4 separate regions of the Mus musculus genome follow, and all the other regions are linked to region 1. Evidence: chromatin contacts called from public HiChIP or PLAC-seq data. All regions are on one chromosome and are shown on one strand. Each heading gives the region's core, a stretch centred on a gene start, on an enhancer-like site or on the middle of the called end of the contact. The rest is flanking DNA. Distances are from core to core; before and after follow the strand shown.

What was found. HiChIP or PLAC-seq counts read pairs in DNA pulled down with a chosen protein or histone mark.
Region 2: a contact with region 1 is called in an HNF4G HiChIP or PLAC-seq map of pancreatic cancer cells. The contact joins two enhancer-like sites. A contact is called at or near these places in 3 of 115 datasets of contacts at active chromatin or transcription factors (embryonic stem cells, pancreatic cancer cells and stem cell-derived neural progenitor cells) and 1 of 9 other capture datasets (adipose tissue).
Region 3: an HNF4G HiChIP or PLAC-seq map of pancreatic cancer cells shows a contact between it and region 1. The contact joins two enhancer-like sites. A contact is called at or near these places in 5 of 39 promoter capture datasets (embryonic stem cells, hippocampal neurons, liver and 1 more) and 1 of 115 datasets of contacts at active chromatin or transcription factors (pancreatic cancer cells).
Region 4: an HNF4G HiChIP or PLAC-seq map of pancreatic cancer cells shows a contact between it and region 1. The contact joins the promoter of Gosr1 here to the enhancer-like site in region 1. A contact is called at or near these places in 4 of 39 promoter capture datasets (embryonic stem cells, hippocampal neurons and liver) and 1 of 115 datasets of contacts at active chromatin or transcription factors (pancreatic cancer cells).

The regions. Positions count from the first base shown.
Region 1 is chr11:76,420,619-76,424,238 of GRCm38.p6, forward strand. Abr (active BCR-related gene) reads right to left here. Exons shown (of 23, transcript NM_198895.2): 19 at 3,416-3,555; 20 at 2,430-2,564; 21 at 1,535-1,640. Among named protein-coding and RNA genes, the nearest start is that of Timm22, 15 kb to the left of the region's middle. Within about 2 kb of position 1,738, at least 14 of the 459 cell types and tissues checked have an H3K27ac peak or open chromatin away from gene starts, as enhancers often do. A contact at or near this core is called in pancreatic cancer cells, where this site is marked.
Region 2 is chr11:76,006,363-76,009,690 of GRCm38.p6, forward strand. No RefSeq gene overlaps it. Among named protein-coding and RNA genes, the nearest start is that of 1700016K19Rik, 8.1 kb to the left of the region's middle. Within about 2 kb of position 1,994, at least 15 of the 459 cell types and tissues checked have an H3K27ac peak or open chromatin away from gene starts, as enhancers often do. A contact at or near this core is called in pancreatic cancer cells, where this site is marked.
Region 3 is chr11:76,914,904-76,918,494 of GRCm38.p6, forward strand. It overlaps Tmigd1 (transmembrane and immunoglobulin domain containing 1), which reads left to right. Exons shown (of 7, transcript NM_025655.3): 6 at 552-592; 7 at 1,123-1,684. The coding sequence ends at 1,126. Among named protein-coding and RNA genes, the nearest start is that of Tmigd1, 15 kb to the left of the region's middle. Within about 2 kb of position 1,843, at least 65 of the 459 cell types and tissues checked have an H3K27ac peak or open chromatin away from gene starts, as enhancers often do. A contact at or near this core is called in pancreatic cancer cells, where this site is marked.
Region 4 is chr11:76,762,154-76,765,410 of GRCm38.p6, forward strand. Gosr1 (golgi SNAP receptor complex member 1) reads right to left here and starts at 1,425. Exons shown (of 9, transcript NM_016810.4): 1 at 1,367-1,425. The coding sequence starts at 1,397.

The sequences.
Region 1 (3,620 bases), core at 488-2,987:
GCTACTGTCGAGGAAGGCTCAGTATCACCAAACACACCAAGAAATTTTGGACCTCCCCCGACTCCATACTAGGAAATGTTTCTGGAGTCTCCATACACACAAACCCTGGATAGGGCCTCTCATCCTATTCTCCCACCAGGAGAGTCACAAATGTGCCTGCTGACTACTTTGGAAACAGGCAAATGTAGTGCCAGCAGACAGCTGTGCAGCTGGCTAGCCTCTACCTCGTGTACACACACACACACACACACACACACACACACACACACACACACACACACACGGGCCCAGTTCCCAGGATGGAAAACCTAATGCATTTTTTCCCTTCCCATTCCTCCTCAGCATGTCCTCTCACAATGTTCACCAAACTAGTTGGTTGGGACTTTGGTCCTGGCCAAACCAGAGGGAGGGACATTGTCTCAAGATGAGAAAAACAAGACTCCAGCGCCAGCTGTGACTAGGTCCCCACTGGCGCCCTCCAGAGCCTGGCCTGCCTGAACCACAGCCAGCACCCAGATGAGGGGATGAGCTCAGAGGCGCTGGCCCATGGTAGCAAGTGGATTTAAGGAATACCAAGTGACCTCCTTCCAACTGGTGTCTGTAATTAGTCCTGGGCTAAAAAGTAAGTGATGAGGACAGGCTGGTACTAAGTTCAGTACTAAATAGTGATGTCAGCTTAACAGCTCTGGTTTGCCCTGACCATAGGAGGGGCAAGGGAAGGTGAGAAGGGCCTTAGTTTAGGACTTGTGGGCATTAAGTACAATTTTACAGCTAAGCCAAGCAAGTCCCTGCTGGGCTTAGGGTCTCAGTTTCCCTGTTTCATAATGTATGGGCCAAGACCAGTAGGCTTCAAATTCTTAACTGACTCATAATGAACACATCAGATGATGTAACAACCCAGGACACATGGACAGGTAATGGAATAAAGCAATCTTTTTGCCTGGAGCTCACCCTTCTGCTACCCTTTCTATTTCACTTAAAAAATGCTGCACTGGGCTAGCAGGACGGCTCAGTGGCTAAAGGCCCTTACTGCCAATTCTGACACCCTGAGTCCAGCCCTCAGAAGCTACATAATAGAGTCGACTTCTACAATCTCCACATGCGAACCACACATGCATACACGCATGCACACAATAAATAAATGTAAACAGAACAAAAAGTTGTACTAACTAAATAAATGGCTGCTTTTGGGGCCCACAGATTAAACCCACCTGAGGCCCTTTGGTTCACCCCACCATTCTACGAGAGTCTCCTTATGTTTCCCAAGCTAGTTCTTGATTGTTCAAGCAATCCCCCTGCTTCAGCATCTTGACCACAGGCATGTGCTATGGTACCATGGCCAATTATTTTATACTGCAATTAGGAGCCAGTTTCCCAACAACCAATTGTGAGCTCAGGACAGGGAGAAACAAGCGCTCAGCCTGCTGCGGGTGGCCTAGCACAGGCCAGGACCCAGGAGGTGGAGCTGAGACGATCGGTCTGGTGGGACAGGACAGGAAGCTGCTCTGGGCTGGGCCCTGCCTCTCCTCCTTACCTTTTCAAGTGTTCCAGCAGGAAAAGGAAGGTGATGAGGTTGGGGTCAGGCAGGGAGCGGAGTAGGTGCATCATGCAGTTCTCCTTGGCAGCAGGGTCTGACAGGGCTGCAGGAGGAGAAAGGGCTAGGGCAGGGCCTGCCTGGAAGGCCAGAAGCCTGGACCACAGAGAGAAGGCCTGACCTGTGTGTGGCCTGTCAACAGTGGGTTTCCCTAGGATGCCCAACCATGACTCATAACGTGGCTAGAAGGTAGGCTGAGGGAGCAGCCTCTCCCTTCCCTTCTCACTGACCATTACCCCGGTTCACCCAACCCAAACTCCATGCTAGTTTAATCCACTAGTCACAAGTTATTACTAGGGGTGGGGATGTTCTCTGTCAAACAGCTCTGAAGCTGGCCTATACTGAACAGCCTCCCCTAGGCTTCACATTCTCTACAGGGTCTCAAGTCTTATCTGCCTCAGGAGAAGAAGGGAGCACTGTGCCAGGCCTGGAAGTGGCCCTTGTAGGTGGTCACAGGAGCTCCACTGGCAAGTACCTAGGCAATGAGGAGAGCCACTCCGTGGGGCTCAGAACAGCTGTCCCCAGTAAACTACAGCTTTAACCAGCTTCTTCCCTAGCTCTAGGCCCTGCCAGCTCAGGGCCTTCTTCCATAAATGCCTGTGTCTCCAGGATCAGTGTGTAAGGGGGAGTCACAAAAGGGACACATGGACAGCGGGACAGGTAAAAGGGCCCAGCCTCAGCAGGCTGCACTTCATTCTCAGGTCCTTCAGTCACAAGAACAAGACTGCTCTGGACAAGCCACTGGCAGGAATGCCTGGGGCATTTCCTCCTGCTTTTCATGTTACCAGTCTAGGAGACTCAGCCCAACCAACCCTCAAGACTGCAGAAGCCTCACCAATGCCCTCCATGAAGGCTGGATAAAGTCTATCTGTAAGGAGGGGCTCAGGCAGCTCCCGAAAGTATAGCTTGAGGGTCCCAGCGATGGCGTTGATGTCCATGTCGCTCAGCATCAGTAGGATGTCCTTGTTATCTGTACAGGAGGGGGCAAGGTCAGAGGCTACACTCACCTCCGAGACATCTCAGGGGCAGCCCTAAGTACTGTTTCCGTCCCTCATATCTGTCCCTCGAACCTCTACGCACTGCACTCCTTTACTGCCTCCCCTTAGGAAGGTAGGGTATACATGGTGCCCACAAGCTCTACCATATGTCAATGCAGATGCTATCTGTGGGCAAGGGCATCAAGGGACAGGTTAGAGTCTATCTGCTGTGACTTCTCAGAAGAAAGGAGGGACATAATGAGTTGCTCAGAGTACCAGAGTGATACCCACCCCACATAGCACACACCTAATTACGTGGTCTAGGGAGCCATATATCATCATGTTCCCAGCCCCTAGCCTACCCTCACCCTACGTGGACTCATCATGGCTGCCTGCCTAGCTCAAGCATCCTGAACGCTGGATATAATACCAGTGCCTTAGCCCGACCCAGCCTGATAGAAGAGGGGAAACTGAGGGCCAGGACCCGCCACAGAAGAGACCTGCCACATGGTAACAGGGCCCGAAGACAGCAGGGAGGAAGAAGTCTGAGCCAGCAATGTATACTATGGAGTCAAAAGGTCTCAATTTAAGTTCAGGAACAGAAACGTGCAAGTTGGGTAACCCAGAACGAGTGACCTGACCTCTCTGAATGCCATCCTCATTGTAGCAGTGGTTAAGAAACATGAGGGAGACCTAAGTGACAAGACCCAGGACATGTAACTTGTCAGGGGACTCAGAAACAGCCTCCTTCGTGCCACAACAAATTACAGGGCACTGGCCAAGGCTTCTCCCTCTCCACCAGCTGCTCAGGTACCACCCATACCCGCTGGGCCTCTCTACTCACTGGCATCAAAGACAGCCTTCAGGGCCTGGATGTCCGTGGCCACCCCTGATATCCTGTAGATGCCAACCTCCTCAATGCCCCTCTTCTCCACCTCTTCTATGCATTGCCGGACGATGTAGGGCACCTTGGAGCGCTCCCGCCTGCAGGACACGGGTGCAGAGGAGATGGAGGGAGCTTCTCACACTGGCTGCGCCCTCTAGCTCCT
Region 2 (3,328 bases), core at 744-3,243, 410 kb before region 1:
TTTTTTGTTCTGTTGCTAGGATATCAGGATAGGCAGCTGGCACTTGCTCTCCCCTAAGCCCTAAGCCCTGGGAAAACATTCCTGACTGACCCAGATCTTGCCATTGATGGCACCTTCAGGTGCGGGAGCTGAGTCTTCATGCTCCCCAGGGCCCTGACAGAGGCCTAGTTAATCTCCCCTGAGAGGTGTCCAGTTTCTAGCCTGCCACACCACCTGGGCCTGGAAGCCTGGTTTAGTTTAGAACTAAATGTGCTCTTGGGCACAAAGATACAGCCTTTTGACTGAGCAAGAGCTGCCTCCGGGTAAGCATCGGCCACCTGCAAGAGACGTACGGTCTTAGAGGATGCTTTCACTTGCTTCCCAGACATTAAAATGGTTTTGAGTAGACAAGACCAAACATGACAGAATATGCCTGTCTCCATTCCTTCAAGGCCCAGGCTGACAAATGTCACCCTCCCCAGAGAAACCAATTCCAGGTCCTATGGGTTTTGCTTGTAGTTTGTTTTAGTTCATTATTCCCTGGCATTTTTCCTTTTTTTTTTTTGTTTTGTTTTGCCTTGTCTTCCATTATGCAGGCTGACCTTGAACTCACTCCTGCTTTTGTCTCTCAAGCACTGGGACTACAGGTGTGAGCCAAAGGTGTTGGCTAGTTATCGTAACTTGACAGAGGTAGGATCATCTGGGAAGAAGGAATCTTCCTCCATAAGACTGGTCTGTAGGCAAGTCTGTGGGGGCATCTTCTTGATTGGTGATTGATATAAGAGGGCCCAGCCCATTGTGGGTGGTAGCACCCCAAGTTAAGTGGTCACTGAGTCCATTAAAGCAAACAAACAACCCCCCAAAAAACATTCTGAGCAAACCATGGGGAGCAAGCAAGCCAGTAAGCAGGACTTCTACATGACCTCTGCTTCAGTTCCTGTCCTGTTTTGGGAGAGTTGAGTTTTTTTTTTTTTTTTTCCCCAGATGGGAAATTGCCTGCTTGTGTTCTGGTGCCTTCTAGAAGTCTGTAAGATGTAGAAGACGTGGGTAAGGATTAATGTTGCCCAAAGACAAAAGTGTCTCCAGCTCAAACCACCTAGGCTGCATCGGTGAGGACTCCACCAGTGGCAGCAAATAGAGAAACAGGCTGAGAACTAGCTGAGATGAAGACGTGCGACTGACTAGTTTACAGGGCCATCAGCAGTCCTGGGTTGATGTGGCTTCAGGCACTGTTGGATCCAGGAGGTCATGTCTCTCGATCCATACCATCCCTCTATCACCTCTGTATTTGCTTCGGGTTTAGACTGGGCTGTCACAGGGTAGCAAAGGTAACCTCTGATGTCTTTATAGTTCTGTGAAGAAAAAAGCCTGACTCCTCTGTCCCCATCCACTGTTGTTTCCAGCTTTGCAAGGGTCATATGTCCATCACTGGGAGAACCTTAGGCAGTCAAGGGAATGGAGTGCTGGATGGATGCAGAATTCGGGGAGGCATTGTCGGCTGGCCGAGAAGGGGAGGCCCCACTGCATGATCTGAACAGATGTTAGAACATCAAGAGAGAGTGGTGCCCTAGAGAGCTGCCAAATACATTCTTCATCTGCTGCCCTTCCCATAACAAATGACTGTTTGTTTTATTAGTTTGAGATTTTCAGTTTCAGATTTTAGATTGAGATTATTAGTTTGCATTTTCTTATGCAGTCCAACCAGTCCTCAAACTCACAATCCTCCTGCCTCTGCTTCCCAAGGACTGGGATCACAGCATGGGCTCTTTAGAATTGGTTTGTTTGTTTGTTTGTTTGAAGGCTTGATCAATGGTTGTGGGAGGGGCTTGCATAGCATGCTTAACTCCAGAGTGACTGACCCTCGGCCAATGCCAGGAGTCTATTTCCCAAAGAGTAACAATGTTCTGCTGCCTGGGTCCAGATAATGACTGCTTGATGGCTGGGTGGAGGGAGTGTCCCAACCTTTAAGGCAAGCCATACCAGCTCACCCTGACTCACAGCTCAGGAGACTGACCCTTTACCCACACACCAGTATTAGGATCAAGGCCTTGCACAGCTTAAGGGTGACGCTGCTTTCCAGCCTTGTGTAGTAGTTGTCCCCTAGTGCCCTCTGCCTCCATCTAGCACACACTTCAACCCAGACTAAACCTTTGGCTCTGCCTAAAGAATAGAAAATGGGGTGGGCAATTTAGCTCAGTGTGTAAAGACACCTGCTGCCAAACACGAGACCTGAGTTTGATTCCCGAGATCTGGTAGGAGAGAACCAACTCTCACAAGACACTCTCTGTCCCCCTACCCTGTGTGTGTAACACATATAAATAGATGAGTGTACTTACAAACATTTAAAAACAAAGTCTGTTGACGACTGTCAGATATACGTAGGCTGTAGCACTATGGCGAGCCACACGCTCTCTTTTTCTCAAGGTTCCTGCTCTTGGGAACACTAACTGCCTGGTGGCTGGCCACCCAAGGGGAGGCCCCTATGGAAAGGAGCTGATGTCTTCACCACCAACAAGAAGGACCCAAGGCTACTGTCAGTCACAAGGTGAGCCTGGAAATCAGTCACCAAAGCCAAGCCTACAACTGTGGCTGGTATCTTGGTTACAGCCTAGAGACCAGAAGCAGAGCCAGGGCCACAGGTAGCCATCTGGCTGTGCCCTGTTCCCAGCCCACAGAAATTACATCACCATAAAGGTGGTGGTGATTTCTTCTGCTTATGATTGTTTTATTTTTTACTGCATCTGTTTGCATGTATGGCATGCGGGTATATGTGTATGCATGTTTGCATGTTTCTAGGCATGCATGTATGTGAGTGTGTGTGCTTGTGTTGGCCAGAAGTTGGCGTCACGAGTCTTCAGTCAGCATTCCACTCAGTTTCCTGAGTCAGGACCTCTCACGGAGCCAAGCACTCCTGCCAGCTTTTATGTGGGTGCTGGGGATGTGAACTCTGGTCTTCGTGCTTGCAGGGCACGTGTTTAGCCACTGAGTCATCTCCAGTTCCCCCTCAGTTGTTGTGCTTGAGATAAGATCTTGCCTCAGACTCTTGGACTCAAGTGATCTTTCCACCTCAGTCTCCCAAGGAGCTGGAACTACAGGCCTGGGTCACCAACCTAAGTTTACTAAGGTTGTTTTTTTTGTAGGGTTTGTTGTTGTTTTGCTTTGCTTTTATTTTTTCAGACAGTGTTTCTCTGTGTAGCCTTGGCTGTCCTGGAACTGACTCTGTAGACCAGGCTGGTCTTGAACTCAGAGATCCACCTGCCTCTGCCTCCTGAGTGCTGGGATCAAAGGTGTGTACCACCATTTGGCTGAGGTTGTTGTTTTTTAATGTTTTAGTATATATGCTTTGCCT
Region 3 (3,591 bases), core at 593-3,092, 490 kb after region 1:
AAAAAGGAGAAGGAGGAGGGAAAAGAGGAGGAGGAGGAGGGAGGGGGAGGGGAGAGGGAAGGAGAGGGAAAAGGAGAGAACAAACTGGACAGAGAAGATTGCTTAGTAGGTAAGGGCACTGTGACCAAGCCTGATGACCTGAGTTCAAATCCTGGAGCCCATATAAGGAAAAAAATGGACACCTGCAAGTTGTCTTCTGTTCTCAACACATAGACTAAGGCATGACACTCCTCCACCATGTACACACACACACTGACTTATCTTTATCTATCTATCTATCTATCTATCTATCTATCTATCTATCTATCTATCTATCTATCTATCTATTGTATATATGACCTGTGAGCCCTAGAAACATCCTGATTAAGACTTATAGCTTCTCAAAGTTCAATAAAGATCTATCCACACAATCAAAGAAAATGAGCTGAGCCCACACAGAAGGCTGCACTCTAGCTCCACAGCACCCAAAGCCACGCTGATGCATTCAAAATGCTCACTCCTGACCTTGGAAAAGGAGGTAAATTCACATGTACCCTGTGCTTGCCTTTTAGCTCTGTGGGAAAAAGAATGACCCGAATTCAGAAACAGCTCTGTAAGTGCTCTCTGGCAGAGATGGCAGTAGGGGGTGGGGCCTGGGGGTTTGGGGGTGAGGGTGGGGGTGGGAGGATCAGTTCCTTAAGCAATGAGCCACAGAGAATGCCCATCCCAGGCAATCCCCTTCAGAGATGGGAGGCCCTGGAGAGGGGTTCAGAGGAGAACACAGAGTGGAGAGAAACCCGCCTCCACTTTAGAGGAAGAGTCGGGAAGGTTGCTCAGAGCAGGGAACACCTTGGGGCTTTCTGCCTATTCTCTAAGCAGGTTTAGCCAGGGCTTGCACAACTGCATTGCCACACAAGTGACTGAGGGAGCTTGTCCTGGTAGGAGCCAAGGCTGTACCATGTTCCCACAGCAAGCCCTGCATCCTGTATGCTGCTTCCTCTGCGCAGCGTTCCTTTAGCCAGCGCATGGCAAGTAGGTCCTGTAGAGCAAACAGAGGCCTACTGCTGTAGAGAATGGATTTTGTGTTGAATTTCTTCTTATTGCTACAATCATTATTTGAATTAATTTCTTGATTCATTTCAGATAAAACAAACAAACAAAAAAAGCGGAGCTGCCACCTAACACGGGAAGAGTTTTGCATCAAGACCATCTCGATTTGTATAATGTCGTCTGTATTTATTGCCATTTTTAAATTCACTCCTGTCAAATTGTCAGAGGTTGTGAAGAAGTATTTAGTTAATTACTAAACAGTTGTTATGACCAATTTGATCTACTTATGGATCTGTGTAATGGGCAAGGGTTCAGAATAGAAAGATTTTGGTAAGGTCACTCCTGAAGTATGTTAATTATTTTTCAATATATTCCTAGTAGATCGGTAACCACTTACTATTTGATTTATAGTTTTCTACATGGGAGATTAACTGACATTTGGATGCTCTAAATCAGTGCAGTAGGTGAGACTCGAAGCAGAGACCAATATAGAACAATGATGTTTCTAAGATGCCAGGGAGCCAATAAAGATGCAAACTGTCTCTTGTGTTCAGTGTCATCTCATTAATGTTTTGGGACTAAAGGAGGGAACACCTAATCTCAGAATGTAAGACATTCCTTCAAGTGGAATAAATTTTGTACCATGAAGATTTTAGCATATGTCCTCGTTTTTCTTATCTCCACACAGCTGACACTGTCATAAAGCTGATGTGTGGTGCGGAGCGTGTGTGCAAAGGGCACGGACTGGGGCTGGATAGCTGGACGGTGCCTCCCTCAGCATCCGGAGTCATTTGCATAGCTCTATCCGTGTGCCTGATGAGTCAGCATGTACTCAAGCCATAGTATCAACCTCAAACTGCAGCGCACTTACTGTTCAGAGATGACGCCCTCCACTTCCAGTCTTTCCTTCCTGGTGTTTTTTTTTTTTTTTTTTTTTTCCCCCATAAGAATTTATGCTTCTCTCTCTCCTACAACTGAGATAAATCCAGCAAGAGGCAGCACTGCCCAGAAACATCTTTAGGATCTCTCCAACAATCCACCTCTAACTTGAAAGAAATTTCTTTTCTGGTTTGTTTCTTGGTGTTTTGAAATATTTGGAATTAAATATGGTGTGCTTTACATCCTACACAAGAGACTCCGCCTCTCCCCTCTTCAGAATGTGTCTAATGCAATAAATATGCTAGAAAGGGGAGTGGGAGAGGGGGCTGGGGGCGGGGTGGAGAATGATCTGGCTTCACACAGGATTTCTCCAAGCAGAATCTGGAAGCCCTGATGAGACGCTACAAGGACAACGTATGACTATGGATAAATCGGATGCTTAGACCATTAAGTAGAAGCCTAGAATGTATAAAAACAAAATAGGGCAACAACAGAGTGAGGTAGTTCTGGTCTTGACTGCGCTGTCTAGGGCAACCCTTTCTCCTCCCCTTCCCCCACTCTGGGCATTTGGAAAACAAGGAGGCTGGATTGGGAGAGCTTTAGAGTATTTACATTATTTTGACAATTCCGATTCCCACATGCTTTAGGTAAATGTAGGAAAGAGCTGACAAGGACTGAAAGTTAATGCCTTTGCCCCACCTAGCAAAATTATGAATCATGCTATGTTCTAGAACATAAAGCAATTCCTTGAGAATTGCAGGTCATCAGGAGAGCGTTTCTTCACCCATATAATTCAGTGGCCTTGTACACTGGCACAAAGACCACTGCATGCACATGCACAGCAGCATCATAAACGGACGCTGCAGTCAGAGACATTGCCTTTCACTGCAGAGAAAACAGTCAGTAGTAATACGAGGCCTCCTGGTACAATGGATATGAGCCTGCTCTGGACATGAAATCCCTGGCCTCAGAAGCAGCCCCCGTTCCTGCGCCCCTGACACTTGGACATAAAACAATTCCTTGAGAATTGCAGATTGACTTGAGATCAAGTTCCAGTGGAAAAGGACAGTAATGGTCACTCCTTTCTCAGCCTTTCCATCAACGAGGACACCTGTCATTATTATGTTTCCTCCTTTTGAACTTCATTCTTTTAATTTAAAAAATTTTTTAATTACGTGTGTGTGTGTGTGTGTGTGTGTGTGTGTGTGTGTGTGTGTACGTGTGTGTGTACAAGTAAGTGGAGTGCCCATGGATTCCAGATAAGGGTGTAGCATTCCCTTGCAGCTGGAGTTTTAGACAGTTATGAGCCACCTGACATAGGTCCTGGAAACTGAACTTAGGTCCTCAGCAAGAGCAGAGCAGTTTGTGTCTTTAACTGCTAAGCCACCTCTCCAGCCCTCCCCCACCCCTCGTTCTTTCCAGTGCTGAGGATCAATCAAGCAAATTCTACTTATAGTATATAGTAATCTATCTTTTTTTAAAAAAAGATTTATTTATTTTATTTATATGAGCACTCTGTAGTTATCTTCAGCTGTCATTGGATCCCATTACAGATGGTTTTAAGCCACCATGTGGTTGCTGGGAATTGAACTCAGAACCTCTGGAAAAGCAGTCAGTGGTCTTAACTGCTGAGCCATCTCTCCAGCACCCATAATCTATCTCCTTAATTTTAGAAAGATTTAT
Region 4 (3,257 bases), core at 175-2,674, 340 kb after region 1:
AACACAGGAAGGAATAATGTAAGAATGTCTCAGGACTAAAGAATATCAAGACACTGTGTCATTATATTTTGCAATCCAAGGCAGGAAGCAGAATTATATGGTGGAGTGTATCTACCCAGAGACCAAATCCCACTCCTAACGTCAGCTCAGCCACCTATTGTCTTTGAGATTTACTGATGATCCAGTTCATTTAAAAACCTCAAGCTTTCAGTTTTTCTATACATGCTTAAAGCATCTGGTACAAAGATATATTGTCAATATATTAATTGCTTTAATTATTACAGTATAGTGTTTCAAAAACCCACAGCCTAATGACTATCAATAATGACTATCATAGCAGCTACTCCTATCTACATAGTTTAAAAAGAAATTCTAGCTACGACAAGTATTTCCAAAGGGCATTTTAAATACACATTTTAAACTATAGGCATGTTTCTCTGTAATTCTATTTATCTATTTAGTCTAATGAAAAGCATAAAGTAGAATGTATTTTGAAAACATGACAGAACATAAAATTCAGTCCCTTAGATCTACTGGCTGATGGTGACAATACCATATTTCCCAGGGGCTTCATGGGACAAAAAGAGGAAATAGGCTTAAAAACTAAATAAGCAAAAGGTTAAATGAAACAAAGTGGGCCATTTCTGATCTCTGTGGATCACTGTGGACTAGGAAGGTTTTGTGTGACCTCACTTGAGTGGACCAGACTTTCAGGAATTAAATAAGCACAACTGAAGGTTTTCCTGGCGGGAGACGAACAGCAAACGTATTCATTAGAACCTTTTTTTGCTATCATTTTTAACAAAACCGATCTTGGAGTCCAGGGAAGAAGGTACAGTTATTTTCAGTATTCTGTCACCCAGTCGTCATTAAAGTCTCAATCTCAAATTGCCAGTTGGGGTCCAGGAGGAGACGACCATCCACTAAAATATCCCTGCAAGGCTGGCGCTGACAAGTCCCTCCTCACTCCTAGTTGTCTGACAGTGACCTCAACTCCAAGGTTCTGACTGCTCGTCTTCCGGGCTCTGGATATTGTTGCTCAACACCCTCCTCCCAAGAGCTCGTCCCCGCAGCCCCATCCGGAGAGCCTCACTACCCCTCACACACTTCCATCTGGAGCCTCAGGCGCCTCTTCCTCTCCATCCCGGCTCCCTCCACTCCCGGACCCAACCCCTTCCCAGGTCCGGCTCACTCCGCCCCAGCTCCTTCCCCAAGTTCCCAGGCCCAGGGCTCCTCTTGGACAACCTCATCCCAAAGTGTGGCTCATTCCGTAGCCTGGCTCTTCCCTCTGCTGCCTCCCTCAAGATCCAGCCTCATTAAGTTCACTCTGCACCCGGTGGAACCCACTCCGAGGCCTTGCCCTCACCTTCCCAGTAATTGCTGGTTCCTGCCGCCATCTTTGTTGCCCAACGTCAGTCGGGACAGGCGAGTAGAGGCCTTGAAGGCCAGAGAGTCACCTCCACGCCTTCTTCCACCCCCGAGCGCCGAGGCTGATGGGATACGCTAGCCTCCTTAGACACTGCCACCTGGTGGACAATTCGTTATTTTACAGCTTTAAGTAGCTCGTTTGAAAGCGTCGTTTAGCTGTTCTGGGTGTTCATACCACATCTTTTCAGTCTTCAGTCTTCAATTTCTTCATCTCGGATTGTTCTTTTCAGCGGGTGACTTAGAGGAGAGACACAATTTCCATTATCTCCCCTTAAATAGGATGTCTTGGGACCGGAGGTGGGGGGGTGGTGGTGGTGGTGTCAAGCTTAATGGGGCAGGTGCCTTGCCTGAATGTAAGAGGGTCTGGGTTCGACCCCCAGCATTCCATAAACAGAACATGGTAGTATATGCCTTTAATCCTAGTACTCAGAATGTGGGGATAAAAAGACCAGAAGTTCAAGGTCATCCTCAGCTACATAGAGAGTTCAAGGCTAGGTGGGGATAAATGTCTCAAGAAGAAAAAGAAAAAGAAAAAGAAAAAGTACCTTCAATCAGCATTTTCCTTTCTCAGAGCCAGTGGTTCTTTTCCTGCCCATCTTCCACTGTCCAGTATGTAAAGTTCCTTCCCTGGTTGACTTCCCTATGTCTACAGCAGAGCATCAGTCCTCTGTCCCTTGCTAACAGCTTCCATGTGCCCACAGCCTGAAGCTCACTGATGTCGTTAGACTAGCTGGCTATCCAGCCCCAGTTTTGGCTTTCCCAGTGCTGGGATTACAGACATATGATGACACGCCTGGCCTTTTCATGTTTGTCCTAGGGATCTGAACTCACATCCTAATGCATGCATGCCAAGCAATTTACTGGCTGAGTATAATATGCATTATAGTAATAAATTGTTATGTGTTGTTTAAGTCCATTGAAAAGCTGGTTGTGGACATAGGGTTGTCACCCCGTGCCCCAGTCACACACATACTTAATACCCAAGCATATTTCTTGTAAATTGTCCCAGAGACCCCCTGGCTGGGGATGGGCTACCTGGCTGGCTCTGTGAGAAAGCAATAGTGTAGCAAAATGGCCCAAAGAGTAAAAAATACCAGGTCCGGGAGGACAGAAGGAGAGTATCTGAGTTAACACACCGTGTCCTTGATCACAGCTGATCATTCCCTCTGACCTTCCTGACATAAAGATGCCCACGGTGGGAATGGTTCATTGGACATCTTACCTAAGAGAAGCCGTTCTTCCTGGAACCCTTTTTGTGGGTCAGAGAGAGGCTCCAACTAGCTGGTTTTTGCTCTCCAGGTCTCCTCCGTTGCTTTCTGCTGGATGACGTAAGTGTCTGATCTCATGAACTACTACCTCCTGCTTGCTGTCTCTTTCTTTCATTTCTGTTTGCTGTATACCTAAAAACCAAACTTGCTTGAAAATAGCACAGCGATTGCAGATCATTCTTTGTTCAGGACACTGGGCCATCTCCCCAGGTCCCTGGCTATGCATTTCTTAAACTCGATTTCCCATTGTTCTGTTTGGAGAACATCTTCTATTCTGCCTGCAGGGTGATTGACAGACTAGCGGGTGTTTCCCTGCCCGCTGCAGGTTGCTGCTGAACCTATCTGGTGAGCTTATTCCCATCATTGACTTTTTCAGGTCTTTTGCACTCACTTCTTCTTTTCTTTGTGGAGACTGTTCCCTGCTGATGCTTTTTAAAACCATTGGTCACACGATTGTTTATAGCTGGGTGTGGTGGCGTGCTCCTTTAATTCCAGCCCTTGGGAGGCAAAGGCAAGTGGATTTCTGTGAGTTTGAGATGGTCCGGTTTACACAGTGAGTTC